Linked DNA regions of Gossypium hirsutum: all the other regions are linked to region 1. The links are chromatin contacts, called in public Hi-C maps. All regions are on one chromosome and are shown on one strand. Each heading gives the region's core, a stretch centred on a gene start, on an enhancer-like site or on the middle of the called end of the contact. The rest is flanking DNA. Distances are from core to core; before and after follow the strand shown.

What was found. A called contact is a pair of places that touch in the nucleus more often than the background predicts.
Region 2: a contact with region 1 is called in a Hi-C map of leaf, with 3 times the contacts expected there. The contact joins the promoter of LOC107928779 here to the promoter of LOC107920268 in region 1. A contact is called at or near these places in 2 of 34 Hi-C or Micro-C datasets (both in leaf).
Region 3: a contact with region 1 is called in a Hi-C map of leaf, with 2.5 times the contacts expected there. The contact joins the promoter of LOC107928768 here to the promoter of LOC107920268 in region 1. A contact is called at or near these places in 3 of 34 Hi-C or Micro-C datasets (all in leaf).

The regions. Positions count from the first base shown.
Region 1 is chrA08:75,181,328-75,184,633 of Gossypium_hirsutum_v2.1, forward strand. LOC107920268 (ethylene-responsive transcription factor CRF2) reads left to right here and starts at 1,523. Exons shown (of 1, transcript XM_016849921.2): 1 at 1,523-3,306. The coding sequence starts at 2,438.
Region 2 is chrA08:76,170,353-76,173,658 of Gossypium_hirsutum_v2.1, forward strand. LOC107928779 (probable WRKY transcription factor 41) reads right to left here and starts at 1,583. Exons shown (of 3, transcript NM_001327291.1): 1 at 1,186-1,583; 2 at 954-1,082; 3 at 129-873. The coding sequence starts at 1,505. The coding sequence ends at 255.
Region 3 is chrA08:75,727,544-75,730,849 of Gossypium_hirsutum_v2.1, forward strand. It overlaps LOC107928768, which reads left to right and starts at 1,695. Exons shown (of 1, transcript XM_016860035.2): 1 at 1,695-2,249. The coding sequence starts at 1,695. The coding sequence ends at 2,249.

The DNA of each region.
Region 1 (3,306 bases), core at 273-2,772:
TTTGTCAATTTTTGGTGAAAGAATGTTTTGTAAAACGCGTTTTTATTGACACGACAATGAAAACACACTTTATAAAACACGCTTTTCCTTTTTTTTTTTTTAAAATAGCGTAGATCGATAAATTTCGAAAGTTTCAGCATACTTTCTCAAATTATTTTCTTTTCGGCATATATATATTAGCGTATAGAAACTCATCTAAATTTCTCATTCAAATAAAGAGAAAAGAACACGAGAAAACAACGTTCAAATAAGTAACTGTCCCTAACAAATTGAGAAACTCAGTAAATTCCTGTCTTTATTTACCTTAAATTCTCCTAACCGATAAAAAGAAGAAAAAGGAAAATGTGATTCATCATCGCGTGATCTAATTAAAAAGTTGTACGTTAAATCTATACCGTAAAAACACCAAATATTGTTGTTATTTTTTAGGGTTTAATTATATCTAAGACTATTAAATTATTTGTAAGTTTACTTTTGATCACTCAATTTTAAAAAGTTACAAAATAGTCATTAAACTATTCAAAAAAATTCATTTATGTCACTTAACTATTCAAAAAATTTTATTTAAGTTATTGAGCTTTAATCCTTTTTAAAGTCCGGCTAGCAAGCTACAAGTGGCGATTTGACAATCGGTATGATAAATTAGTACCCATCAAAGAGTAGAAAAATATATGCTAGATCTAAGTAGATTTGACAGTTAGGGTCATAGATCAAGGAATAATATTGTTTGGATTTTATTCACAGATTCGTAATGTTTAAAATTGTTCCATAAAAAAAATAAACTGTGAAAGAGAAGGAAAATGAGAGATTTCGATTGATGCAGGTAATGCAAACATAAAATGCTATATGGCAACGATTTTAATAGTCCAATTACTTAAATGAAAACTTTTACATAGTTCAATAACCATTTTATAATTTTTTAAAATTGAGTAACCAAAACATAAACTTATTAATAGTTTAATTAGCTTAGTCAAATTTATCCTATTAAATGATACGTTGCTAATTAGATAAATTGACCCTATGTTTCATCTGACGGCTAATATTTACTGTCGGCAGAACAAGTTGTTGGAGCCAATCAAAACTCGGGGCTACTCAAAGAAATAATAATAAATACTAGACACGTTTCAACCTCACACTGTGCTTGAATACATTCGAAAAAATACCCTCCCTACACACCACAGCGTGGTCATTAAATAAAAAGGTTAAAAAAATAGCACCACGTTAGTCTCAGTTGTAGTAAAATTTACCAGCTGTATAACTGCTTGGTCTGCAGCAGCTGTAATCTAACCAACTCTGGCAGTCATAAAATGACGAAAATGCCTATACAAGGTAAAAAAACGGAAGATTAACTAAGGAATTATGGAGGCAATTAAAGGTAGGAGTGGGTGTTAATCATTAACTACCGGTTCTAATTTTAGTCAAAGGGAGAGGAGTGGACTGACCCGAGTGTCTGGTGTCACGTGACCTGAATCTCTGATTTCAAGATTAAATCTTTTTTGGACAACACCTAGACACCTAGTCAGCATTCCCCCCGGTTCACCCTCCCGTTGGATCTTTCTGTTTTCAGCCGGAATCTCATTATCGCCGATATGTCCCCGCCCTTTCTCTAACAACTTTTTTAAAAAAATGAATAAATAAATAAAAATATATGGCATTTTAACCTTGAGCAAATTACGGCTGGTCCTATAAAATAGCTCAACTTTCGGTATATGCCTCAAATCTCTGCTTCATTTTTTCTGTCTTTTTACTCTCTTATCTATCAAAAGAGCTATTCTTCACTCCTCTTTGCGTTCTTTTCCCTTTTCCTTTTTCTTTTCCGTTTCCCTTTCTTTCTTTTAAGAATTTTCTTTTTCTTTATGTTTCCTGGAGAAAGTACTGTATATCATCAGAAAGCAATTTGTGTTCTTAGTTTCTTTTAGGGTTTGGTTTTGAAAGTTACCCAAAATAGCAAGTCTGTGCTCTGTCAAGTGACTAAGAAAAGGCACTGTCTAGTGGTTTTTTTTTGCTCGCGGCATCTTCCCTTTTTCTTTTATCCTCTGCAACTTTTACCTACAGTTTTCTTTCTTTTCTTCTTTTTCTTCGCTCCGTTCTCCCACTACTGGTTTTTGCCATCGGGGTGCTTTCCGTACTGCTTGTTTAAGCGCACTATCGTTTTTTTGGGGATAACTTTCCTTGAAATTTCTCGTGCTCTTAAGTACTTTTTGAGTAAAACTTTTAACAGATTAATGGTGGGCTTCTCTTCATTTCCAGCTTCTCATTAACGTGTTCATTGTTCAGCTTTCCTTTTTAGCCCTTTATTCTCCTGGTGTCAAGTCTCAAAGGAATCCCTTCTTTTCCCTCCGCTTTTATTTGACTCCCCTTCCCACTCTCTCTCAATGAGACCAAGTAATAGAAGTTGAAAACCTGCATATACAAAGGCAAAATCGAAAAAAAAAGAATGGATCATTGTTCTGTTTCTTCAATCAAATACACAGAACATCGCAATCAAACCAAGCTCCTTTCACCACTGTTAAATGTCAAAGTCGAAAACCAACCAGAAATGAAGCCTCGAATTGTTCGGATATCAGTTACTGATGCTGACGCTACTGATTCCTCCAGCGACGAAGACGAAGAACAAACAACCCGAAGAGTCAAGAAATTCGTGAACGAGATAACTATCGGTTCATCATCATGTCCTGCCCAGAACGACGCTGCTTTCAGAAGTAAATCGTCGACTTTGTCCAGGAATTCTAGAAAAAGGCCGGCGGCTGTTGCTGTAGCAAAAGCGTCCTCGGCTAAGGTATTACCAGCCGGGAAGAAATTCAGAGGAGTAAGGCAACGGCCTTGGGGAAAATGGGCGGCTGAGATCAGGGACCCGCTAAGGCGTGTACGTTTATGGTTGGGTACCTATGACACCGCCGAAGAAGCAGCAATGGTGTACGACAACGCGGCTATTCAGCTGCGTGGTCCCGACGCGCTCACTAACTTTACCACTCCCCAGCAAAAATCACTGCAAGACAAAAACAGCCAAAAGCCGTTATCCAGCTCAGAGTACAACTCCATGGAAGAATCCCACACCACCACCACCAATCTTTGCTCCCCAACCTCCATTCTTCGTTGTCCTTCGCTTTCGACCGACGAAGTCGATTCGTCGCAAAGCGTCAAAGAATCTCGAGAAATCGAGAGCGAACCTCGGGAGGATTCTTGCTGCATATCCAGAGAACACGTGTCGGATTTCTCCAGCAACCCATTCTCTATTCCAAGTGACATATTTAGTTCAGTACCGGATTTGTTCGACGACGATACGAGTTTTTTGAAAGATGATTT
Region 2 (3,306 bases), core at 333-2,832, 990 kb after region 1:
ATGAAGTTGCAGTGAGTGTTAGAAGGACCTTTGCATTTTGGTGAAAATCTGAGCACTAGTATTATGGAATTTCGATAAGAACAAATATCAAAACTTGTTATCTGAGGAAATTTCTCAAAACCAACATAGAAATGAAAGGGAGATGTATTGTACAATAGTTCTTCGCAGAACACACGGCTCACCATGAACCTACTTTGGTTATTGGAACCCGAATTTGACATCTACTGTTACTCTTATTCGATAGCGGAAAAGAGTTAGGAGAAAAATCCCGGGGTGTCAAATGGGAAATTCGGGTCCAACTCCACTTGGTCCAGCGAAAAATCCAAGTCCATAATTGGAGAATTGGTGGCCGAAGTGTTGGCTGAAACCAACTCGGTGAGATCAGATTTAGAATGCTGTGTGTTAAGCACCCCTTGGAAGTTGTTCATCTGAGAAATTGAAAAGTAGTTTAATTCTGGTGTATCGGGAGACATGAACGGCGATGAAAAGCTGCCGAAGATATTGTTGTAATCAAGTACTCCTGAAGGTGAAAAGCTATGGTTTTCGCTCTTTATACACCCAAATGATGTTGAAGCAAAAGAGAATGGGGGTGCCATCTCTTTATTGTCTAAGCCCTCAATATTGACTCTTAGGCCTGCTCGAAACTCTGAGAGGACATCTTGTGATTGCAATGGTTGGTAATTGGTATTATTAAGGCCGTTTGTGTTTGATTTATGTTGTTTTTCTGGGGATGGAACTGCGTGGTTGCCATTTGCACATGTGTGAATTCCTCTGTATGTGACCTCAAAGAGGGTCGGATCTTCATCTGATCTCTGGACTTGCTTTGTAGCCCAGCAGTTTTGGGTGTTTCGATAGGTGCATCTGTAATAGCTTCTGCAAAAGTAAACATTCCATCATCAGGGTTTTGACTAATACAAAATTCCAGCATTTTACATGGGAAAAGGGTCATTCACCTAGGATATTTGGCTCCAAGGATATCCTTTTGCCCGTATTTTCTCCAACTGTAGCCATCATCATGAGGACCCTCCAGCAGGTTTTCAGAGCTCACTCTCACCTGATCCGTCCACCTAGGCATCATCTTTCTGCAAAACCCAGTTCCAGGAATCATTTAGCAGACTCAAATTTACAACTTACAAAATTTGCAATAACATACAAGAATGATTAACTTGTAGCTTGCAAATTCACCTCTTCTTTGAGACATCTCTGATATCCTGGTTATCCTTTTCTAAATCATCACTCCTGGGGCTGCCGTTGATGGTTAGAGGAGACTCTGGCACACAAGTTATTCCTCCTACATTTTGTTGTGGCTGTTCCGTAGGCCTGCTCAGTTTTAAAATCAGAAGAGCTTTTTCATAGGAAGATAAGATCTTCTGTAGTAGCAAGTCCCTGGATTCAACAGAAGATGATGATGCACCCAAATGCAACCTTAGCTGTTTTGCTAATTGCATTCCTTGAATCAGCTCGCTCACCAGTGTCCCCTGCTCCCACTTCCACATGTTCTCCATTTTTCTTTTCCTTTTCTTCTTTCCTTCCACTGTAAGAAAATAGAGAGGGATTCCTTGTTTGGAACTTGGGAATACTAATTCATGACCTGCTATAGACCGGGTAAATTTGGTTATGAAGAAGAAAAAACTTCTCCAAGGATCACAAGCAGAAGCAGCCAAAGGGATTGAAATAGCCTAAATGGTGAAGAGCAAGAAGTAACAACCATGGAACTTGGCCTGAATGTTAAGTTTTGATTAACTAAAAGCTGGAAAATGTTTGAACTTGTCTATGCTGAGGTTTAAGCAAAGAGGGAGTAGGAGAGTGAAAGGTTGTGGGTTTGAATAAGAAATTGAAACTCTGGGGCTTTTAAAGGAACTTCATTGGAGTTTTGGATTAGAAAAAATGGTTGTTGGAATAGAAAGTTTGAAGTTTGACCAAAAGAAACCGAGTTTTTCAGCATAGACTAGTCTTTGGTCATGATAAACTAGAATAAGATTAGTGGACTGAAGAGTGAGGTAAGGTCAAAACTCCAATTGCTGACCAAGTCGCCAATTTCTGACCAAGTCTCCCTTCAATTTTACATCTAAAATATCCCAAGTGTAATTAGGATCACAAATGCTTATAAACCGAGATGAGTTTAATAATAAAAATATATTCAAATCTAAACTAAAATAAATTTAATACAACCTACATGTGATAGAACTAAGGTTGTTTTTGAATTGCCTATGGTGATGTTGAAAACAATGGTAACAATAAATTTAAATAGCATAGCGATAAAATTAAAATTAATTGTAGGAAGAGTAGTTTTAAAAAAAAATTTATTTGCCTTTTTTTCAATATTTTATTATATCTTTATAGAACATTTGTAAACTTTGATTGTGGAGTTTAAAAATTCTTGTAATAAACATTTTTCATTATATTTATGTTAAATTATAATTAAAATTATTACACATATATTTATATTAAAAGTTAAATCATTAAAAATATTTGTATAATAGTTATACTAAATAATAAAATATATAATGAAATTATGTTATATAAAATAATAATTAAATTAAATTAATATAAAAAGTAAATTGAAAAATACAATAATGAATAAAAGTGATAAAACAATAATTATATCACTTAACTGCAATTGTTGGAGCTAAAAGCTCCAGCCAAAATTTTGACAAGCAGTGAGACAATCTCATTGGACTGTTGGTTCGCCAAACATCATGCGTTCCAATGAAAACAAAAAATCTTCAAAATTCAACGCACCAGAGCAAAAAGCTATGCCAGGGGAAGCCTTAAAATAAAATAAATCTAATACTTATTTAATTTAAATTATGTTATTTGTCCTTATGTCTTTACTTTTATTTAAATTCTTATATTTTATAAAACTTAAAATTTTAGCTCTTATTAAACTATAATTATTAAATTTATTTAGTTAACATCTTTTATTTTCAAATTTAATATGGCGAACATATTATCATATGTATAGTGGCATGTTAGCGTGCTATTTTCATATATTACGTATTAAAAATTCAATTAAGAGATTAATGATTGTCATTTGTATCAAGACTGAAATTTTTAAAATTTGAAAAGTATTAAAACTTAAAATAATTTAATTAGAGAATATGAATTAAATATACAATTGTATGCATAGTATATAATTGATAATTAAATTTAACCAAATAAATTTATCTACTATTGTTTAGGTCATGACTAAAATTGACTATTTAAAAAATATAAGAATTAAATTTAATTTAATTAAAATATAAAATCCATAACTTTCAAAAATTATAAAAATTAATAGTAAAAAAAATCACGATTTCAATTATG
Region 3 (3,306 bases), core at 445-2,944, 550 kb after region 1:
CAATATTGATTTAGTTTAAAAAGTCAAAAGAAACTGAAAAGAGATCAGGAATGAAGCTAGTATCTATTAGATACGACTGGAATAATCTAGTTCTATTCCATATATATATATATATTGGAAATATTGGAAAAGGAGACGTTTTGATGGAGGGACCACTATAAACAATTATAATAAGTAAAAGCTAGAGTTTCTTAGTTAGGGAATTAGTTGATAATAAATTTTTATATATTAGTCCTTTCAAAAAAAATTATTTATTACTTCTGCATATATAATTAACTAAAAACACAATGCAATATTTGTTGGATTCTATTTTACCTTTATGATTTTCAAACAAACCAGATCAGATTTTCAGGTACTAGTGAAAACAATAATTATTACGGAATCAAAATAAAAATGGTAGCTCCTAGCTGCCTCAATTAATTTCACCTTTCTGGCTTCGCATTCATAGTTCACATGATATCACAGCAGTTAGAAACCCTGTTTTTTTTTTCCGGATTAAGTTTTAACGTGTGTTCATACTTCATCTAAGAGTCATTCGATCTTAATTAATCTATCAACAATGTCGGAGGTATACGTAGATATAATTATTTTTCATTATGATTTCTTTCATAGGGAGGCAAATTTAAAAATTAACTTTAATTATTTATAGAATAAATCACTACAAATTAAATTTGATAACCAAATATTTAAATTTAATTCAAACCAGAAAAACAAAATTAAAAACAATTTGATATTGACTTTTTTTTTTAATTTTCACCTTAGAATCAATCATTAAAACTAATGAATTGAATAATTAAATTAGCTAAACTTAAACAAACTCATTATTTATGCATAATTTGAGATATCAAAATTTTAAAGCCCCAATTTTGTTATAAACTAAAATCTCATTGACTTAAGTAGATTATGACACATCCCTAATATTGAAAGTTAAAAATAAACATCACAAAACATCATGACGTTTGAGATATTTGTCACCATAAGGTAAAAAATAAATTTGAATTATTTGTTTCATTGTATAAACGTCATGAAATTTTCACCCTAGATTATACCTAAAATCAATGTTGATTTATTTTTGAAATATGACGAAACATTATTTTTTGTATAGTGAATGTGGGTGAATTATTAAAAGTTTTATGTAAAAAATAAACGAAACTATAAAATTAAAATATGTGTGATTTATTATGTTTTAGATTCAAATTTCACTATATTTTTTTATTAATTTTTAAAATATAAAAGAAAAAAATAACCTCTTCATAATAAAATTTATTTTGTAGAAAATAATTTTCAAATATTTTTTTAACTAAAGTAGTGCTCAAGTCGAGACACCAAATTAGTAATAAGCTTAAATATAAGAAAAACTATTTAATAATTCTTCCCATCTTATGGGTTCAATTAACCACGAATTTTAAATATAACTCGAAAATTATAATAGAATTAAATTTAATTAATTTAGTATGCAAAAGAAGTGTCATATCTCTCAACCATCTTTGAATAAATGCAATCTTAGCAACATGGAAACTTCTTCCGTTTTTAATGGTTGATATGAAGACATCCGTGAACGCGGTAACACACTCGTTTTCTTCTTCTTTTTTTTCCCTTCGGCATAAACCAACTCCCTCAAGGAAAATCAGTCAATCACAAACTCCTTTCTTGTTTTCTCACTTTCTTTTTTGTTTTCCCTCTTACCAAACAAGATGGAGAAATCCCTAGCACAATACCAGAATCACCATCCCCAGGAGAAGAAGGAAAAACTTCAACAACAACAACAACAAAAGCAAAGTCAAAACCAGGAGAAGGCCAAGCAGCATCCTGTTTGGGACTGTGGTAGCAATCTTTATGACTCGTTTGAACTCAACTCCTTCAACCGTCAACTCGACTCAGCAATCCATTCAAGAACCATGTCCATGCCTCATCTAGTCGACAGAGCTCCTCCACAGTCAACCGCCTCTGCCCTTCCGCCTCCAGTTTCCAAGAAGCAGTTTTCCAAGTTCTCTCGGTCTATTCAAAAACTCTTCAAATCCATGTTTAGATTCAGACAAAGTTCGAGTTCTTCCATTATGTGGCTGAAACAAAGATCGCACGACGACTACTACGTGGTTTACGACAAGACAGGTTCGCTCACAACCATCCCTGAGGTCCCGGAGATTGATTTTGGAGGGCTTTCGCCGGAGATTAACGCCTTGGTTGCTAAGAGAACTGCATCCGAAAGATTCACTGCAGCCTCCACTGTCGGTATTTCATGTGCTTGAATTACAAAAACTATAAAGAAGCATATACAGATTACTGATAGTATATCTGCACAATGAAGATGCAGTCAAATAGTTTGTGGATATTTTTTTAACAATATTTTGAAGTTTTTTTAGGATGTTTTCTTTTAGTCCTTAAGGTTAGGTTACTTGGTGTTTTGAACTTTGACCTATTCATATCTAATTAATGAACTGGATTGAGTCATTTCTTTATGATCTTTTGTTGGCCAAACTTCGTGATTAGCGTTCTCGTTTTGTTGGTTAATTAATCTACCGGAAGGGAATTAAGCGATCTATAAGTTCTACCTACTCCAGTGACTGTAATGGCTCAAACCACCATTGTCGCTGCTATGAGGTGGTCTAAGTTTTTTCATAGTTGTCGCATAATCAAAACATGTTTTTGTTTTACCAAAAAAAAAAAACATGTTTTTGTTGCTGAAATGTGGGAAAGAAATTAAGGTTTTTCTTTCATATAATATGCTAGAACTGAAGGGTATTCATTTGCTTTATGTATGTGGTCACTATGCATAGCTAGCAAATGACTGGGAACTTTTATCTAGCAAAAACCATTAATACTACACCAGTTTAATTCCCGATAAATTTTTGTTTTAATCACTTAATTAGAAAAAAATACAATTTGATTACTAATATTTTTAAAGTTATTTTTTTAGTCTTGGACTATTAAGTAGCTTACAATGGTACTTTTTTAATTGCTATAATAATAATTTTAGTTCTCATTTATACTTTTGACAATTAACCCTAATTATATATATAAATAATAATAATAAACCTCAAATTTATTTAAAAACTAGAAAATTTTATAAAAAATTTCAAGTTATTGCTAGGTTATTACAACAACAACTATTTAGCGTTGCCATAAAATCATAAAACGAATAAAAAAAATAGATCAATTTCAATCTCTTAACAAAATATTCATCTTATATAAAGATTAAATATGATTAAAAATTAATGTTCATGCAAGAAAACTCAAGATTCTATCGTAGTAAAGCTCAAGATTGTTTGATATTGTGATATAAGAACGAAATAATCATTTAGTAAA